Regions from separate parts of the Gossypium hirsutum genome. Here region 1 is linked to region 2. Evidence: chromatin contacts called from public Hi-C data. All regions are on one chromosome and are shown on one strand. Each heading gives the region's core, a stretch centred on a gene start, on an enhancer-like site or on the middle of the called end of the contact. The rest is flanking DNA. Distances are from core to core; before and after follow the strand shown. Region 1 holds the start of LOC107918105 (glutamate decarboxylase). Region 2 has its middle 12 kb from the start of LOC121211444.

The links. Hi-C and Micro-C count contacts between places; a contact is called where the count stands out from the background.
Region 1: a Hi-C map of leaf shows a contact between it and region 2, with 4 times the contacts expected there. The contact joins the promoter of LOC107918105 here to the enhancer-like site in region 2. A contact is called at or near these places in 17 of 34 Hi-C or Micro-C datasets (anther, fibers, hypocotyl and 3 more).

Annotation. Positions count from the first base shown.
Region 1 is chrA12:92,596,292-92,601,637 of Gossypium_hirsutum_v2.1, forward strand. LOC107918105 (glutamate decarboxylase) reads left to right here and starts at 2,179. Exons shown (of 5, transcript XM_016847618.2): 1 at 2,179-2,751; 2 at 2,950-3,365; 3 at 3,472-3,725; 4 at 3,858-3,910; 5 at 4,076-4,837. The coding sequence starts at 2,461. The coding sequence ends at 4,561.
Region 2 is chrA12:92,522,238-92,528,131 of Gossypium_hirsutum_v2.1, forward strand. No RefSeq gene overlaps it. Among protein-coding and RNA genes, the nearest start is that of LOC121211444, 12 kb to the left of the region's middle. Within about 2 kb of position 2,179, at least 5 of the 9 cell types and tissues checked have an H3K27ac peak or open chromatin away from gene starts, as enhancers often do. A contact at or near this core is called in hypocotyl and leaf, where this site is marked.

The sequences.
Region 1 (5,346 bases), core at 929-3,428, 74 kb after region 2:
GCAGCAAGTTGCAAAGTTGGGTTGCCAGGCGATTATCTCTAACCAGTAGAGCTACTTTAGCACAATCAGTCCTTTTGACTATACTCAGTTATTGCATGCAATGCATGATGAAGCTTAAGGGAATTTGTAAGGAGATAGAGTGTATGGTTCGACAATTTACTTGGGTTTTCTTGAATGGTAGAAGGACTATGGCTTTAGTTAGTTGGGAATTAGTTTGTCAACCTCGCTCATATAGTGGTCTTGGTTTTAGGCAGTTGAGGGATCAAAACACCTCTTTTTCTATTGAAACTTGACTATAATATAGCCTCAACATATGGGTTTGTGTCTTACGCTCGAAGTATGGTATGAAGGAGGAAAGAAATGGAGATTGGATTCTGGGGTACAATCGTTATTTGGGGCAATGTTCAGTCTTTGATGTTGAATTATGGGGTATTCTGAATGGTCTGGTTCTTTTTCAATGTGGTCAAGGTGATCAAGGTTCCCCAAGACACTCCATTGGTTGCATCGAGTTCTACTTTGGTCAGGTGTAACCATCAACTTTTGATGCATGTCACTTGTAGGTGTTCAATGATCCTCCTGAAGAAATGCTAGTAATCCTTTACTTTGATAAAGCAAGTGATGTTTTTGCCCATTTTAATATAATTTAATTCAATTGTTTTGTTTTTGTACACACACAAAAAAGGAATTTTATTCTCAAGTGATTGTCATATTTTGTGTTAATTATTTTTATGAGCAATTTACTTTTTCTCCAAAACATTACTAATTTTATTTTATGAATAATTATTTTATTCACTATCAATGAAATAGTAAAAAAACTCCACAAACAAATTGAAAATAATACCAAATATCCTTTTGATTTATTTAATTATTATTTTATTATACGTTAAAAAATAAATAACTCTATTCTAAACCCATTTGTGAAGTACTTTTACTCCAACGAAAATGAATAGAATAATAATCCTTGTTTTATTTTGAAAAATATGGCCTTGGACTTCAATTTGTTAAAAATTCTTACTTATCTATCTGTCAGCTTTTGGTTTGTGAATTGTTTAGCATTTAAAATCGAGTTGAACTTAGGAATTAAGTTGATTGGTTGATTATTATTATTATTGGAATGAGAAGGAAACTAGAGCATATGCCAAGCCAAAGAAACAATCACACATCAATTGATTATTATTATTGAAATGAGTTAGATTTCTTATTTTACTAAATTAATTAAATATGTTAAAAAATATTAATTGATAAAATAGGAAGAAAAATAGATCGCTTGAAGAGAGAGTGTGAAAGCGCGTTTAGTTGAGAATACTTTTATATTTTCTCCAAAAATAATTTATTTTCTTAAATTTAAAAAAGATGACATATTTAATTAATTAACTTTTTTTTTCGGAATTTAACATCCTTTGGCATATAAATATATTGTTAGAGGTATCTTTGTGTGTATATTAATATATATTATTAAAACTAAAATTTTAAATTATAAAAATAATTTAAAAGATAACTAAAGCATAATGATATTAATACATGTCAGTATCATAATAAAAACAATAGCTTTTGGGAGCTAATTATTGACTAATTCAAACTTATATAAATAAAATATTAAAATTAAAGACAAGAACAACTGCATGTGCAGTGCAGCTGGTTTGGATGTCAAAGTTTTATTTTAATATATCCATCTTCTTATGAGACGCGTAAGACTCGTTCATTTATTAAATTTGACGTTGAGACATATTCCTCAACACTGATTTGAGAAGCAATGGAAAAAACCAATCTCTATTTTCATCCTAAAATAATTTAATTTGAGTGAAATAAAATTTTGATTTATAATAAAAAAAAGATATATAATTTTTATGGCAACTTCATTATTGGGTTGCAGCTTTACATCTCAATTTCAATTATACTTTTTAGGCCAACTTGGAAAGCTATTAATAAAATTAATCATCCACTAATAAAGGAATGTTTTTTATTTTTATTTTTATTTTTATTTTATTTTGAAGGGAGGATACCTTTATTTATATATATTAAAGAAAGATAAAAATATAAAATAACACTAAACAACATCACCCAAATCAAACTAGTTTCTTTTTTTTGAATAAACCCAAATCAAATAATTATTCAAGCATGTACATTGTATTTGTAATCATTTAATTTTTTTTATTTTTTATTTTTTATTTTTTGCGCAATGAGAGGAAAGATCCCATACCTGGGAAACCGGAAATGAGCCATATTTGAATAGGTTTAGCCAATGAGCGCTGAAACAAGCACTATGAGTTCATGTATAGGACCAGGACCGAGCGTCTAAACAGCGTGGCGCTGGTTTCCTTTGACATCTAGGCCGACACGCCCTGAGCTTCCCTATAAATACCATTTGTCTCTCCAAGCTCCTTCACCAAGCAACAACAACAGCATTAGCCTTACACTAATATCTTCCATCCCTCTTTGATTTCTCAAACACATCAAACCATGGTGTTATCTAAGACAGCATCTGAAACTGATGTCTCAGTTCACTCCACTTTTGCCTCTCGTTATGTCCGAACCTCACTGCCCAGGTTCAAAATGCCAGAAAACTCCATACCAAAAGAGGCTGCTTATCAGATCATCAATGATGAACTGATGCTTGATGGCAACCCAAGGTTGAACCTTGCCTCTTTTGTTACTACATGGATGGAGCCTGAATGTGATAAGCTTATAATGGACTCCATTAACAAGAACTACGTTGACATGGATGAATACCCTGTCACCACTGAGCTTCAGGTACATATGTATATAGATCTCTACTTTTTCTCATTTCTTCTTTAGATTTCATTTGTATGAACAAGAGACCCAAAAGATGTTCTTGTTTTTGCCCCTATATATCAAGAAAAAAAATTAAAAGTCTAAACACTTGAATGGTCAGTTTTACCATTGTAATCTATGAATGAAACATGATCCGAATGGTTGATTTTGATGCAGAATCGTTGTGTGAACATGATAGCACATCTTTTCAACGCACCATTGGGAGAGTCAGAGGCAGCAGTTGGTGTGGGAACAGTTGGGTCATCGGAGGCAATCATGTTGGCTGGCCTTGCTTTCAAGAGAAAATGGCAAAACAAGCGTAAGGCTGAAGGCAAACCTTATGAAAAGCCGAATATCGTGACTGGAGCCAATGTTCAGGTTTGCTGGGAGAAATTTGCAAGGTACTTTGAAGTGGAGTTGAAAGAAGTGAAGCTTAGAGAAGGGTACTATGTGATGGACCCTGTCAAAGCAGTGGAAATGGTTGATGAAAACACCATCTGTGTAGCTGCAATCTTGGGTTCAACCCTCAATGGAGAATTTGAAGATGTCAAGCTTCTAAACGATCTTTTAATTGAAAAGAACAAAGAAACTGGGTAAACATATCATATCTTTTTCCAGCGACGTAAACTTGATAATAATCTGAAATTTGAGGTGCTAAGTTTCATATATTAATCACCTTTTTTAAATCTCTTTGTACAGATGGGATACCCCAATTCATGTTGATGCAGCTAGTGGTGGATTTATTGCGCCATTTTTGTACCCAGAACTTGAGTGGGACTTCAGGCTCCCCCTTGTGAAGAGTATTAATGTTAGTGGGCATAAATATGGTCTTGTTTATGCTGGAATTGGTTGGGTTATCTGGAGGAGCAAAGAAGACTTACCTGAAGAACTCATTTTCCATATTAACTATCTTGGAGCTGATCAACCAACTTTCACTCTCAATTTCTCCAAAGGTCACTTTTCCAATCCAATTTCCTTCATTCGCAAACTAACCACACTATTGTTTTTGACCAGTTCCAACATGTATATATACAAATTTATATATCTCAAAACCAACACTGAAATCGTGTTATGTTTGTCTGCAGGTTCTAGCCAAGTCATTGCTCAGTACTACCAACTAATCCGTTTGGGATATGAGGTGAGATTTAAGCCCCATACTTGTGATAGAGAGATTTAAGCTCCTATGATATGCATATAGAGACTTGAGCCTAATTCATTTTATAGAACAATACTATGCAAGTTTGGTGCGAGCTTGCACAAATTAAATCTAGTAATAATATGATGAAGGGTGTTTGAATTACAGGGATACAGAAATGTGATGGAGAACTGTCATGAAAACGCCATAGTCCTTAAAGAAGGATTGGAGAAAACAGGGCGTTTTAACATCGTATCAAAGGACAATGGGGTTCCACTGGTGGCCTTCTCCCTCAAAGACAACAAGCGCCATGACGAGTTCGAGATATCGGAGATGTTGCGTCGCTTCGGTTGGATCGTGCCAGCCTACACCATGCCAGCCGATGCACAGCACATCACTGTGCTCCGTGTTGTGATCAGGGAGGACTTCTCCCGCACCTTAGCCGAGCGTATCGTCATTGACATCCAAAAAGTGCTCCATGAGCTCGACACCCTCCCAGCAAAGGTCAATGCCAAACTGGCTATGGCTGAAGAGGAGGAGGCCAAAAGTGGCACCGTCGTCAAGAAGACTGCTATTGAGACCCAAAGGGAAGTTGCAGCTTTCTGGAAGAAATATGTCAGTGAGAGAAAAACTAACAAGAACAAAATTTGTTAGAATTTGTTTTCTAACCCCCCCCCCGGGTTCGTTTTTTCCTTTTTCCTTTTAATTTCTAGTTTTTGTTTCTCGCCATGTTTGTTTTCCCCATCTTTTTCAAGCTTCAGCATGTTGAGGAAACTAGCTTAATGACTACCAATGAATGCATTTGAATCGAACCTTTCGTGTACAGTACTATTTTATTTTGGAATTCTGAATCTCATTAAGAGGTTTAGATTTCAATAAAGTTAATGTGGTGTTGAGGTATTTATGCATTAATAGAATATTTTTATATTATATACATTTTAATTATATATTTCATTTTTTAACTTTAATTATATTTTTATATTTGGGTCTGAATTTGTGAATTACTAGGTTTGAACCTTTTTTTATATAAGTTAGTTCTTGAACTTTGTTAGTGTTCCCTCGTTAAGAGTTAAACTTTTTTTGTCTAAGTTAATCCATGACTTAATAATTGTTTTCATATTGGGGTTTAGACTTTTTTGTGTCTAAATTAATTCTTAATATTTCTTTAAAAACCCTAAAGTTTAGGCCCAATGTGTAATCATTTATCAAGTTCAGGGACTATTTTGCGAAAGTTGTGATTTAGCCATATACTTTAACTTATCATTTTTAAACCATGTGCTTTTCGAATTATAAAATCCAGTCCTCGTGTAACACCCCATACTCGACCCGATCGCTAGGTCCGAATTATGGGATGTCATATTCGTTGCCGAAGCAACTACAATTAAATTCATATGCAATGCAACTATTTATACCTGTAAATAAGTATATACACATCCATA
Region 2 (5,894 bases), core at 929-3,428:
GATTTATAAATATAAATAATTTGAAAATTTCATGTTTGTTTTTTTGAAGAAATCATCTAGATGATTACCATTAAAGAAGGAGAACCGTTACAAAAGAACCTGATTCCTTATTAAATAAACTTTCAAATGTTTTTATTATATCAAAATCAGTTGGTTCATTAGTATGGATAAATGTAATGCCTACAAGGTTAAAATCATTACTTTAACCAGGCAATGACAGTTAAAATCAATACTAATAAGACTAAAATTTCAGAAATGAAGGTCAGGCCCAACTGGTCAAAAGATTCAGGCTCAACTTTTTTGTTTTTAAAGGCTTAACTACATGGGCTGATTCAGGTAATTAATGTCAATTGGTGAAAATATAGATTTTCTGTATTCCGCTTAGCCATCACAGGTTGAATAGTAGAAACATGTTTTTTTTTTTTAAATCAAGATATTCAATATTGGTAGAAGTGATTAATTCTCTAGCTGCAAGCGTGCTTTCCAAAAATGTAAACAACTAATTATGAAATTTGCTTCATTCCATTAGGTGGGGATCAAATCTTAATCTCAAAGTTAAGGAATGAGACGAGTAATCACTACACTATAACTCATGGTTGTGGAAATATCTTTATGGTATTTACATTTAGCTCACTTATTATTGATATGTGCTTTATTTGATTAATTGACTTTTGCCTTATATTAGTAACTTAGTAACTAGTGAGTCGAAGATAATTAGCCGAAGTCATTCACACACTTTTTCGTGGGATACTTGTTAAAGAATTTGTTTTGTTATAATTATAACTTGACAACGATAATGTGTAAATAGTGAACATTATTTTGAGGCTATAATCGAATATTTAATTTTGAACTTAAATTTTATATTTTATTCACCACCTATCATGATCATAATAATTAATTAAAATATTTGGACTAATAAACTTCTAATTTACTATTACATGTAATTCCATAATATGAATATATGCATAAAATACATAGAGGAAAATTAAATATATATCTCTTAAAAAAATGTTTTAAAAAAAATGTTACAAATTGGTTTGCACTCAGTATTTTATATTTTAAAAATATTTTTGTAGAAAATATGAAATTACAAATATCATCTAAAAATAAAAAAATTAAAAAAAATAATTTGAGAATGAGTTCAAACTCCTTCCCTTCGACTGATTTATTCACATGTTAATTGTTTTCACTATAAGTGTTATTCTTATGTAGATATGAGATAGAATCTCCCACTTAAGACAAGCACAAATATTAAAAGTAATACCATTATTCGGCTGCTTACGCTTCAGATGAGATGATGCAGTGCCATAATTTAGTAACCCTTGCACTAATCAGTTTGTTTTTCTCTTGAGAATGCAAGAGCCACATTGCTTCAAATCTATACCATTGAAGAGACAATATTCTGTATTAAAAACGAGCGCTCCATGATTTGATTGGATAATAGGCTCAAGGCAAGGCAAGTTGTAAAAGGCTTTATCAATTCTTTCCCAGATTTGGTCATCACCTTTCCCGTTCAGCTGACTTTTGTCCTATAGGGATTAGCTCAATGAGACCGCAAGTGTTAATACACTTTCTTCCAAAGATTGGTCCTTTATCAACAACTTGGTTGAAATCCCCAATGAGAAACCAAGGTATATTATCAGTTAACGATTTGAAACTACAAATTTGATCCCAAACCTGCTTTCTTTTTTACAGTATAGGGTCCCATACACACACCAGATACAACAATATCAGATTTTCATTGATAAACTGCGTGGTTACATCATAAAGGGTTATTTCTATATTCAACTCAAAACCTTGGATATAAATATTTCAGGTTGGACTTTCAACTTTAAAAAAAATCATTTTAACTCTTTATTTAATTTATTATCTCTTCTAATCCGTTGTATCCCATTTAGGTTGAAATATGTAGCGGGTTTTGATAAGAAAATCAATTTCTGGTCGTTAGGACTTTACTGAAACGTGTTTGTATATAGGAAAAAAACATTTTATTAAGAGGGAATCCAGTTCATAGTTTCCTTCTTCAGCGAGTCAAATGGATGTCTAATTCAATTAACGTCAACAAAATATAACAATTGAAGAAAAAGCAGACCATATTCAATTTGCGGGTTGTCCCAGCAAGCCAGACAAAAGCAGACCATATTCCTCGCTCCTTGACTGACGGATCCTTCCCTGTTCCACATTCCTAAACGGTAATGGGCCTTGTAGCTTGAAATCGCGTTTTTGGCTTTCTTATTTTACTTAGTATAGTCCTCATCACTTGTACATTTTTTCAGATTAATTTTAATTCTAAATAATTCAATAAATTTAACTCTTCTATAAACTTCGTTCTTAAAACACATCTTCATCTGCCCTTGTCTTGCATTCATTTTTCTTCTCTCTTATCCAAACTGATATAAAACCCCTAAATAAATTTTCTTTAATTTTTTCATAGCAATTTCTAGAATTCCAAAACATTTTTCAACTTCATATTAAAGAAATATGGTTGTTGTGATATTTGGACGTGGGACACATTTTCCTCTTATCTTCTTCAATCTATTAACTTTGCAGCTTTGCAACTCTAAAAATAAGCTCTCTTCTAACCTCTTTGCTGACACTTTCAAATTTTTGGACTCACCATCAACACCATCGTTACATCTCTAATATTCAAGAATCACTTGTTAGATTTGTAAAATAAATCTAAAATAAAATTTAATAAACTAAGATCTATCATGTCAAATCCTTAAGAATAAATCAAGAATAAAACTGAATGCGGAAAAGTACTTGAATCCATGAATTCTTTGAAATTTTTCTGGATCTTGGGGATTTGATCTTCCAAATTAACACACAAGAAAACTCAGAAAATATTTGCTCTCTCTTTCCTAAGGATGTGATATTAGAAAAGATATATTGTGTATAATTTGGGGACCATAACCGAAATATTTACTTTGGCATATTAGTTCGAATCAAATTCTAATTAACCCATCATTAATTAGAATTTGATTAGAACTCAATTATTAGAGTATCTATACATATTTGACCCATACTTTATTTAATAATTAAATCCCAATAAAATTCTAACCAAATTAGATCACTTTTAATTTGGGCTAACCTATCATGATAGTAAATAATAACATGTAATTACTTTTATTATATATGTGATGTCCATATTTTCCAACAACCTCCCACTTGGACCACATATATATACTAATTACTCTATAATTACATGTCATTATATAACCTTATGGGCTCAAAATTTTACTATCATATCCAGAAGGTATTTCGAACAATCTCGTCCATTAATTATGTTAACATAGAACCAAGGCAACTTTCGTTACATATATCATAACTAAATCCATCTATGATCACACATATTAACACAACCAAATGACATAGATCAAGTATGGATGTGTGGCATGAAAATTACATACAATATGATCTAAACATGTCTATTTCTAACTAGTCCTCTTTAAACTTAAATGAGGTTAGTTTCAAAATAATAAACAGAGTGAATAAACTAAATACTTCATTTCTGATCAGAAAATAACCAAATACATAAATGTCTGGAAACAAACATAAAGCAAATAAAATATAAACTCCCACTAAATCATGATATCCTCAAACAATGTAACACCCATATAAGTTTTGTGCTCATGAAAGACCTTGGGTGGTAAACCTTTTGTGAGCGGATCCGCTATCATGGAGTTTATCCCAATGTGTTTTATGGATATTTGACCATTTTGCACTCTTTCTTTTACAACTAGGAACTTTATGTCAATATGTTTTGACTTAGATGAACTCTTGTTGTAATTGGAATACAACACTGCTGACTTATTATCACAAAATAATTTGAATGATCTTTCTACATTCTCCAAAATTCGCAGTCCTGTGACAAAATTTCTCAACCATATTCCATGGTTTGATGCTTCATAGCACGCTACAAACTCTGCTGCCATAGTGGACGAAGCTACAAGTGTCTGTTTGACACTTTTTGAAGATATAGCTTCTCCAGGTAACAGGTAAATATTGCCTGATATAGATTTCCTACTATCTTAACACCCAGCAAAATCAGAATCAAAATACCCTACGACCTCCAAAAGATCTGACTCTTATAAGGAAGCTGTAATCTTTTGTTCTTTGAAGATATCTCATAACCCTTTTGGCTGCTATCCAATGGTCTATACCAGGGTTGCTTAAATATCTGCCTAACATCCCAACAATGTACGCAATGTTCGGACGCAAACATACTTGAGCATACATTAAACTCCCAACAGCTGATGCATAGAGAATCTTTTTCATTTCTTGAATTTCAAGATTACTTGTAAGGCATTGAGTAAGACTAAATTTGTCTCCTTTAGCAACAGGGGTGTCACCTAGTTTACAACTCTGCATGCCAAACCTTTTGAGTACTTTATCGATATATATGTTTTGTGATAATCCAAGAATACCCCGAGATCGATCTCAGTGTATCTGAATTTCTAAAACAAAAGAGGCATTCCCAAGATCTTTCATCTTAAAATGCTTAGACAAAAACCTCTTCATTTCATGTAATAAGCATATATCATTTGCGGCAAGCAAAATGTCATCAACATATAGAACCAAAAATATATACTTACTCCTATTGAATTTGTGATACACACAATCATCAACAATATTCATCTCAAATCCAAACAAAACAATTATTTGATGAAACTTATGGTACCATTAATGGGAAGCTTGTTTGAGTCTATAGATGGATTTTGTCAATTTGGAAACCATATTCTTTGAGTCTTCCTACTCAAAATTTTTTAGTTGCACCATATAAATTGTTTATTTAATGTCGCCATTAAGAAATGCAGTCTTAACATCCATCTGATGTAACTTAAGATCTAAATGAGCAACAAGCGCCACGATTATCCTAAAGGAGTCTTTCGATGAAACTGGAGAGAAAGTTTCTGTAAAATCAATACCTTCTTTCTGAGTATATCCTTTAGCTACAAGACGCGCCTTATACCTCTCCACATTACCATTTGCATCCCTCTTGGTTTTAAATATCCATTTACAACCAATTGGTTTTGCACCTTCAGGTAATAGGATAAGTTTTCAAACTTTATTGTCTTGCATAGACTTATGCTCAGTTTTCATGGCATTAATCCACTTTTGAGAATTAGAACTTTTCATGGCCTGATGAAAGTTGATTGGATCATCTTCCATCATTCCATTATCATCCTCATGTTCTTGGAGAAATACAACATAATCATCTGGAATAGCATTTCTCATTTCTCTTGTGGACCTCTTTAATTGCACTTGTTCTTGAGGTTGTTGAGTTTGTTCTTCTGGAACAATTATCTCATTTTGAATGGGGAGTTGTTCAACATTGTATTGTAAAGGTTCCGGACTCACTTCTTGATCAATGATAGGTATAATAACCTGAACATCGTCAAAAGCGATAGTAGGAACTGAGTTAAAATCCAATTCCTCCTTAAAAGTAATGTCTCTAACTTTATTTCTCCCCATTAACTCAACATCCTCAAAAAATGTTGCAGTTCTCGTTTCAAAAATATTCCTTATTATGGGATCATAAAAATTATAGCCCTTAAACTGCTCAGAATAACCAATAAAGTAGTTGTCTACTATTTTGGAGTCCAATTTCTTTTTATGTGGCCTATAAGGCCTTGCCTCAGTTGGACATCCCCAAATGTGTAAGTGCTTTAGACCAGGTTTTTGACCTGTCCAAAGCTCATAAGGTGTTTTTACAATTGCTTTATTGGGTACTCTATTCAAAATGTAAGATGCTATCTTTAATGCTTCTCCCTAGAGGGATTCAAATAAAGTAGAATGAGCAATCATGCTACTTACCATATCCTTAAGAGTTCTCTTTCGTTTTTCAATTACACCATTCATACTAGGTGATCCTGTCATGGTGTACTGTGGGT